Linked DNA regions of Triticum aestivum: region 2 is linked to region 1. A link is a contact called in public Hi-C data. All regions are on one chromosome and are shown on one strand. Each heading gives the region's core, a stretch centred on a gene start, on an enhancer-like site or on the middle of the called end of the contact. The rest is flanking DNA. Distances are from core to core; before and after follow the strand shown. Region 1 has its middle 11 kb from the start of LOC123156923. Region 2 has its middle 68 kb from the start of LOC123160864.

Region 1 (3,114 bases), core at 315-2,814:
AAAGGAGAGATTGTTCATAGCAGTACGTCTTAATCAGGCGGACGTGGCGGCAACGTGGACGCGCGGGCGGATTACTGTTGGCTGACGGCGAGATCACACGTGACGTACTCCCGTACGGACCTCCGTCGAATTCAAACCCCTCCTCCCTGTCTCTGCACAGCTGCAGCCTGAGGCGGGTAGAGGTGCACGCGTACACTACACAGTAGCGGAGGATGCGTTCCGACTCCAAGTCATGCAGGGATGGTCGAGAGGGAACACAAGATTCCTCTTTCTTCCTCCAGACAACGGAATCAATCGTGCAGCCTACGTACGTACGCGGGTACAAGTACATATCCACATGTATATACGTACGTGCACGTGCACAGACGCGTACGGACGTTGAGATTCCTCGGAAAAACTGATCGAACTCACAGTTGGTATGATGCATGCGCCAAATTACACACTCGTCGTAGAATCTAGCGCGGGCCTAGTTAATTAACTGGAAAGTGACCGGGGCATCTCGGAGGGTCGATGATTCTGCGATGCATGTCATAGTAGTAATCATCAGTAATAATGTATGTATACATGCAGCTTTGGCAGGACAAGGATGGCAGTGTCGACTGAGCGTCGTCGTCGTTATCAAGCCTGGCAGTGACGGAGAGCTGGCTTATGCAACGAAATTATGGAGAGCGTGTGGACCATTAAATTGCATGCGATGAGAGGAAGAGCTGACGGTCGATTCTCTCGTCCCCGCCAGGTATCCTTACATACATCACGAATTCAGCAGCACCTGCTAAACCTAGTGCTAGGGCAAGGAGACACTTACCCACTAGCTAGGATAACCCGCCCAGATTAAGCATAAGATCCCATGCCGAGAAAACTTTGTCTCCATGGACCCAGAAGTAAGAGCTAAGAGCATGAAATGAGTGAAGATGACAGGCACGAGGCGCACACAAGAGAGGAGAGCCACATATATATACACAGCATATTCCTGTGCAGTGCACCCAAAAGAGATCGTCCTCACTTGCGTGTGTTTGCTAACTACTGGAGTACGTACGTACATATTCCCGGAGAACAAGCCGGCTAGCTAAACTGGCATATCCAGATTCCAGGGAACCACCGCTCCGATGTATTCTGAGGAGAGAGGGGAGAGAGCGCGATCCTGCAGACATCGCTATTTTTCGGTAGCTTTGTGGCGCATTGCGTGCCGGTGTTGGCATCGATATTTTGCACCAGTTGGTCACTTGGGGAACTCAACAGTTTGCAGAAACAAGATGAGAAGAACAGTTTGTGGTCTCTCTCTCTCTCTCGCTGTCCGATGTGGTATATATTGCGAGTGAAACACGACAGCAGGACGGGACGAGGGCGTGAGGCTGACTCGTCCATAGGTCAAAGCTGAAAGCGAAAACTAATGCCCGATACACAAAACACATGCAATCTGGGCAGCGAGAATTTCAAACGCAAGGACGCTGTGGTCTTATGGTGATTATCTTATCTACATGATGAGTCTATATCTACTACTATATCCTATCCTACACGTACGTACGTACGTAGCGTAACGTACGTAGGCGCCATGGCATAGATATATGCATATATGGTCCGTCCGTGCAACCGGATTGTCCTTGGAGAGTACGTACTGTGGGTCGGTCCTGGCGTGACCACGACATGCGTCCACACACAAGACAAATATAAAAAGAAGTCCTCCTTCCGTCCTTCGTGCGGCAACTTGTGTAGGAAAAAAAAGGTCAAGCCAATCAGCAATGAGCACGTCTTAATCGGGCCGACGTGGCGACGTGCCTACGGTGGGCCTGTACGTGGTTCAGTCGATTTTTCTTCTGCTCCAGCTAGCTTTTCTCGCTGATGCACCCTCCCTAATCGCGTCATGATCACAGGGGCCTTGCACATAAATTAGCCAAATCATACACACTAAATTAACTAGAAGGGGCAACGAACGAACTGTCAGCGGTGGGCCTACCGCGGGTCCCTAGTTTTCCCGGCTGCGCGCGCGACATCACCGTCGCCTCGCCACCATGCACCGTAACCAGCGGGCAGCGAGTGATTCCTTCCTTCCACCTTCAACCCTTTGTCTTGGATCCGGCTTGCCTGCTGCCATCCGTGCTCCCACCTCATCCTACGGTTATCTTTTTTTCCTTTTCTTTTCTAATCTAATCATCTCCCCCTTAATTTTAAGGGGGTGGGGCCGGACCTTATTTTGTTCCAATTAAAACAAGCCACGTATGCGGGAGTACGAATAGGCACACGCACGGGGAGCAGGCAAGTCTCGTCCCTTTGTCTTTGTCCCGAGCAGCAGCACGCTCGTCCTCGCCCGTACTCCCTCCGCAGATTCTCCCCCGCCGCGGATATTGTCAACGCACCTGACAAGCAGGACCCGCAGGGCAGCGACTCCGCCAACAACCGCGCTGCCCAGCGGCCCACTCGGGTCGGGCGTCCCAGCCCACGCACCAGCAGGCCGGAGTAGACACGTTAAGGCCTACAACGTCATTACAAGTAACGGGCGACTAGGAGGAGACCGGCATCCAGTGGATCAGGCGACTACCAGGCGGAGGCAATCCTAGTTCCTCTATTCGTCGTGTATCTCCCCTAGCTACCACAATTTCCTAATACTTGTAATCAATCTGTGTTGCTACTACTTCAGAGAGTGAATAGATCGATCCAGCACCACTCCCGTTCGCTACTCTAACATTTGGTATCAGAGACCAAAACCACCTCTCTGGCGCACCTCATCGAGACGAGGGGCCTGCGACAAGCACGCGAGGCCATGGATCTGAGCGTCTCGGCCTTCCTCACCCGCTTCGAAACCAAGATCGAAGCCGCCATTGACGGCCTTACCAAGGCCCAGCAGTCTACGGCGACAAAGATCGACGATTTGCTCTCCTGGCATCCCGATCTCAAGCGCCGTGTGGCGGATCTGGGCGACGCCGTCACGGCACTGCAACGAGCACAAGCGCCTCCACCAACCCGATCCGACGTGGACCCGGTGCCTGTGGGCACTGACGCAGTGATCCATCCTCAAGGGCCCGATGGCAACGGCGAATTCCAGATCAAACGGGGGCCACCGGCGGCGTCCCTTACGCCGCCGCCGCCGCTCCCGGCTAATGGTACGACCACCGATCC
Region 2 (3,114 bases), core at 239-2,738, 360 kb after region 1:
TTGATGCATCGCTGCTTTGCTGCTGCACCCCTCCCGCGCTGATCTGGCCATCTCGGCCTCTCTGAGGAAGCACTTGATCTATGTGATCGTATGATGGCTATGCCTTGGTGTCGTATTCCCTCATAGGAGTTGTATCTTGGGAGTTCGGTATTGGCGAGCAAGACTGGTGGATGGCGGTGGTTTGTGGTGTCCAGGCATCTGTGGCGACGATGAGAGTGGGAGCGATGTCAGCGACGCGACAATAGTGGAGGTAGCCGACTCTTCTTCGGGCGTGACCGTGGGATTGCCTCAGATTGTTTGTTGGTGTGAACTCAAAGCTGCGGTGGTGGGTCCTGTGGTGTACGATAAATGGTTGTAGGTGGCCCGTTCGGCGATCTTTTGTGGCGCCAATCGTGCCTAGTTTTTTCCTTCATTGTCTCCGTCAGAATCGGATCTGCACTGCTAATTGTAGGTGGCTTAGTTTTGGCGCGGATCTTCATACAACTCCACACAGCCTCTACAATGTGGGTTGAGTCGACAATCGCCTACGGCGAAGTCAGAGTCGGAGCTGCGCTGTCTGATCATAGGTGGCTTAATTTTGGCGTGGATCTTCATGCAACTCCACACAACCTCTACAATGTGGGTTGAGTCGACGATCGCCTACGGCGAAGTCAGAGTCATTTGCTCAAGGTTTAGGGATGACGATGACGCCTAACGAGAGTTGATGACGACGCATGCGTGTTGTTTTGGTGAGGCCCTCTTTTAGGTGGTGTGCGTGGACTATCTTGTATGTGCTGCTCAATGGTTGTGATAGTTTTTTTCCTAGTTTTCATAATTGACTAGGCAATCTGGTTTTCTCTAAATCATACAACTCTTTTTTTCTTAATAAATGCATGAATCCTGGCATTTAAAAAAAAATAGTTCATCTCCACTACTTCTATTATCTTAAGAGACACGTGTGCTACCTCATCAAATGTCTACCACAACATGCATGACAAAAAAGTTTTACATTATTAGTTGATTCCACACACACATCACACCTTACCACACATGGACCTCATCAATGGTCGACTCGACTTGCATCGGCAAAAGTTTTTCGTTATATTATGCCACCTATATTTGAAATATATTTTGACTACATAACAATTACAATATATAATGTTCATTTTTAGTTTTAGTATTATTAATTCAACTGTGCATGTTTCATACAATCAAATCACTGAAATATAGTGCAATCGATTTCCGTGTATTCTCTAATTTAATAGAGATGAAGGTATATATTTGATAAAATTGAAAAGATAGCAGAACGCTAGTAATTATATTTACACAAAAAGATATATGACATTGATGCTCACATTTTTCTGAATTTATTTTAGTCTATCCGGCGATGTTCATTCAGTGAAAGAATGCATTTTCGTCGACTACAAGACGTCTGTGGTGACTTTGTCTATCTCAATATGTCGTGCTGGCTCAGTATCTCGGCGATGCTCATGAGGATAAGGTGTGAGTGTGTGCGTGCATTCATAAAAATTATTGTATATACGTGTATATGAGCACCTGCGATTGTGCCGTGTTCAGAAAAACGAAGAATGAAAGGTACAATCAAGGCTGAATGATCCTCAAACATGCAAACGTCCGGCACCCACCTTTGACACCGCTGTAGCAGTCATCGAAAGAAAATGTGACAGATCACCTATTATCTAAGCTAGATGGTGCTCTATCGCTGATACGCATCTTTTCGGACCTTTATCCGTTTGCCCTTCCTCGCACGTGTTTGTCAAAAAGAAGACGCACGCTTGCCAGAAACGTATCGTATGTATCAGTAGGTTGCTTTGTAATACAAAGCGGGTAAACCATTTTTCGTCAACGTATCGTACGTCACCGTACACCAAACGCATGCGCGCCGAGGGTGCATGCATGCGGTGCACTCGCGCCCGGGGCGGTGGCTAGCTACGCGGCGGAACCCGCGGATCGAGGAGGGTGATCCACCGGGGCAAGACTCAACAGGTGTACATGCGCCTAGCCAGCCCGCCCGCCCGCGAGAGTTTCCCGGTTGTTCGGCGTGAATCCTCCGGCCCTTTCGCCCGCGTGCGTTTATCCAGGAACCACGGAGCACGTACGCCATGTGTGCATTGCCCCCGCTCCGGAGCCTGGACGGCTGTACGCCTGTACCGCCGAAGCAAGCGGCACGCTTCCGTCACCCGCCCCGCCGGGTTTCGTGCGGGGATTTGGCTGGGCTCCCATGGTCAGATCGGGGTAGTAGGTGGATGAGGAGCGTGGCCAGGAGCGCGGTCGTCTCTTACGAAACTGATGAGTCGGTCGTGACTCAAGCAATCTTGCAATTGTTAGCGCTAATCACAGTAGACTCGTACACGTCGCACTCGGACAAGCAAGGGTTGCGTCGTCTAAGCGGCCGGGCTTTGGAGCCCTAGCCATCTGGCTCCCAACTGATCTCGTCTCTATCGAGCTCTCTTTGCGTACCCGCTACACGTACACCGTAGTATACGTAGGATGCCATTGCCAGAGCACCCGTAGGTATCTACTGCTTCCTTTATCAGATAGAGATAGATAAATAGAGGCTAGAGCCGAAGATTCTGGCGAGGAGCAAAGGACAAGGAGGACGAGCGGCTAGAACAAGACACGTCCGCTATGTACGTACCGACACAAGCAAGACGGTCGACGCTCGTTTTTTTCAGCGCCGCTTGATCCTTGTGCGCGCTCCAACCACCTGTTTGTCATGGCTAGCTCCTCACAAGCACTCTCAGGGGGTGTTTGGTTCAGAAGTCCTAAGACTTTTTTTAGTCCCAGAGACTAATCAAAAAAGACTCTCTAGTAGAGTCTTTTTCTAGTCCCTGTAGAAAAAGTTCCTCCCGTTTGATTTTTAGAGACATTTTAGGGACTTTTTTTAGTCTCTGAGATTAAAAAGTCCCTGAACCAAACACCCCTCTAGTCCCGTAGATTGTTTGTGAGTCTACTCGACAGGCTAGACTAACTTCTAAAAGCTCATCTTTTGCCAATTATTGCCTCAGAATATCAATGTCTGAAGATACATACCTCTGCATGCATGCATGCATGCATGGAATCTGTGCTACTACTCCTACAACGGCAGTACACTATTTTATATGAATTGACCCG

What was found. A called contact is a pair of places that touch in the nucleus more often than the background predicts.
Region 2: a Hi-C map of leaf shows a contact between it and region 1, with 6 times the contacts expected there. The contact joins two enhancer-like sites. A contact is called at or near these places in 3 of 5 Hi-C or Micro-C datasets (leaf and an unstated tissue) and 1 of 1 datasets of contacts at active chromatin or transcription factors (leaf).

Annotation. Positions count from the first base shown.
Region 1 is chr7B:527,289,772-527,292,885 of IWGSC CS RefSeq v2.1, forward strand. No RefSeq gene overlaps it. Among protein-coding and RNA genes, the nearest start is that of LOC123156923, 11 kb to the left of the region's middle. Within about 2 kb of position 1,565, at least 1 of the 8 cell types and tissues checked has an H3K27ac peak or open chromatin away from gene starts, as enhancers often do.
Region 2 is chr7B:527,654,468-527,657,581 of IWGSC CS RefSeq v2.1, forward strand. No RefSeq gene overlaps it. Among protein-coding and RNA genes, the nearest start is that of LOC123160864, 68 kb to the right of the region's middle. Within about 2 kb of position 1,489, at least 1 of the 8 cell types and tissues checked has an H3K27ac peak or open chromatin away from gene starts, as enhancers often do.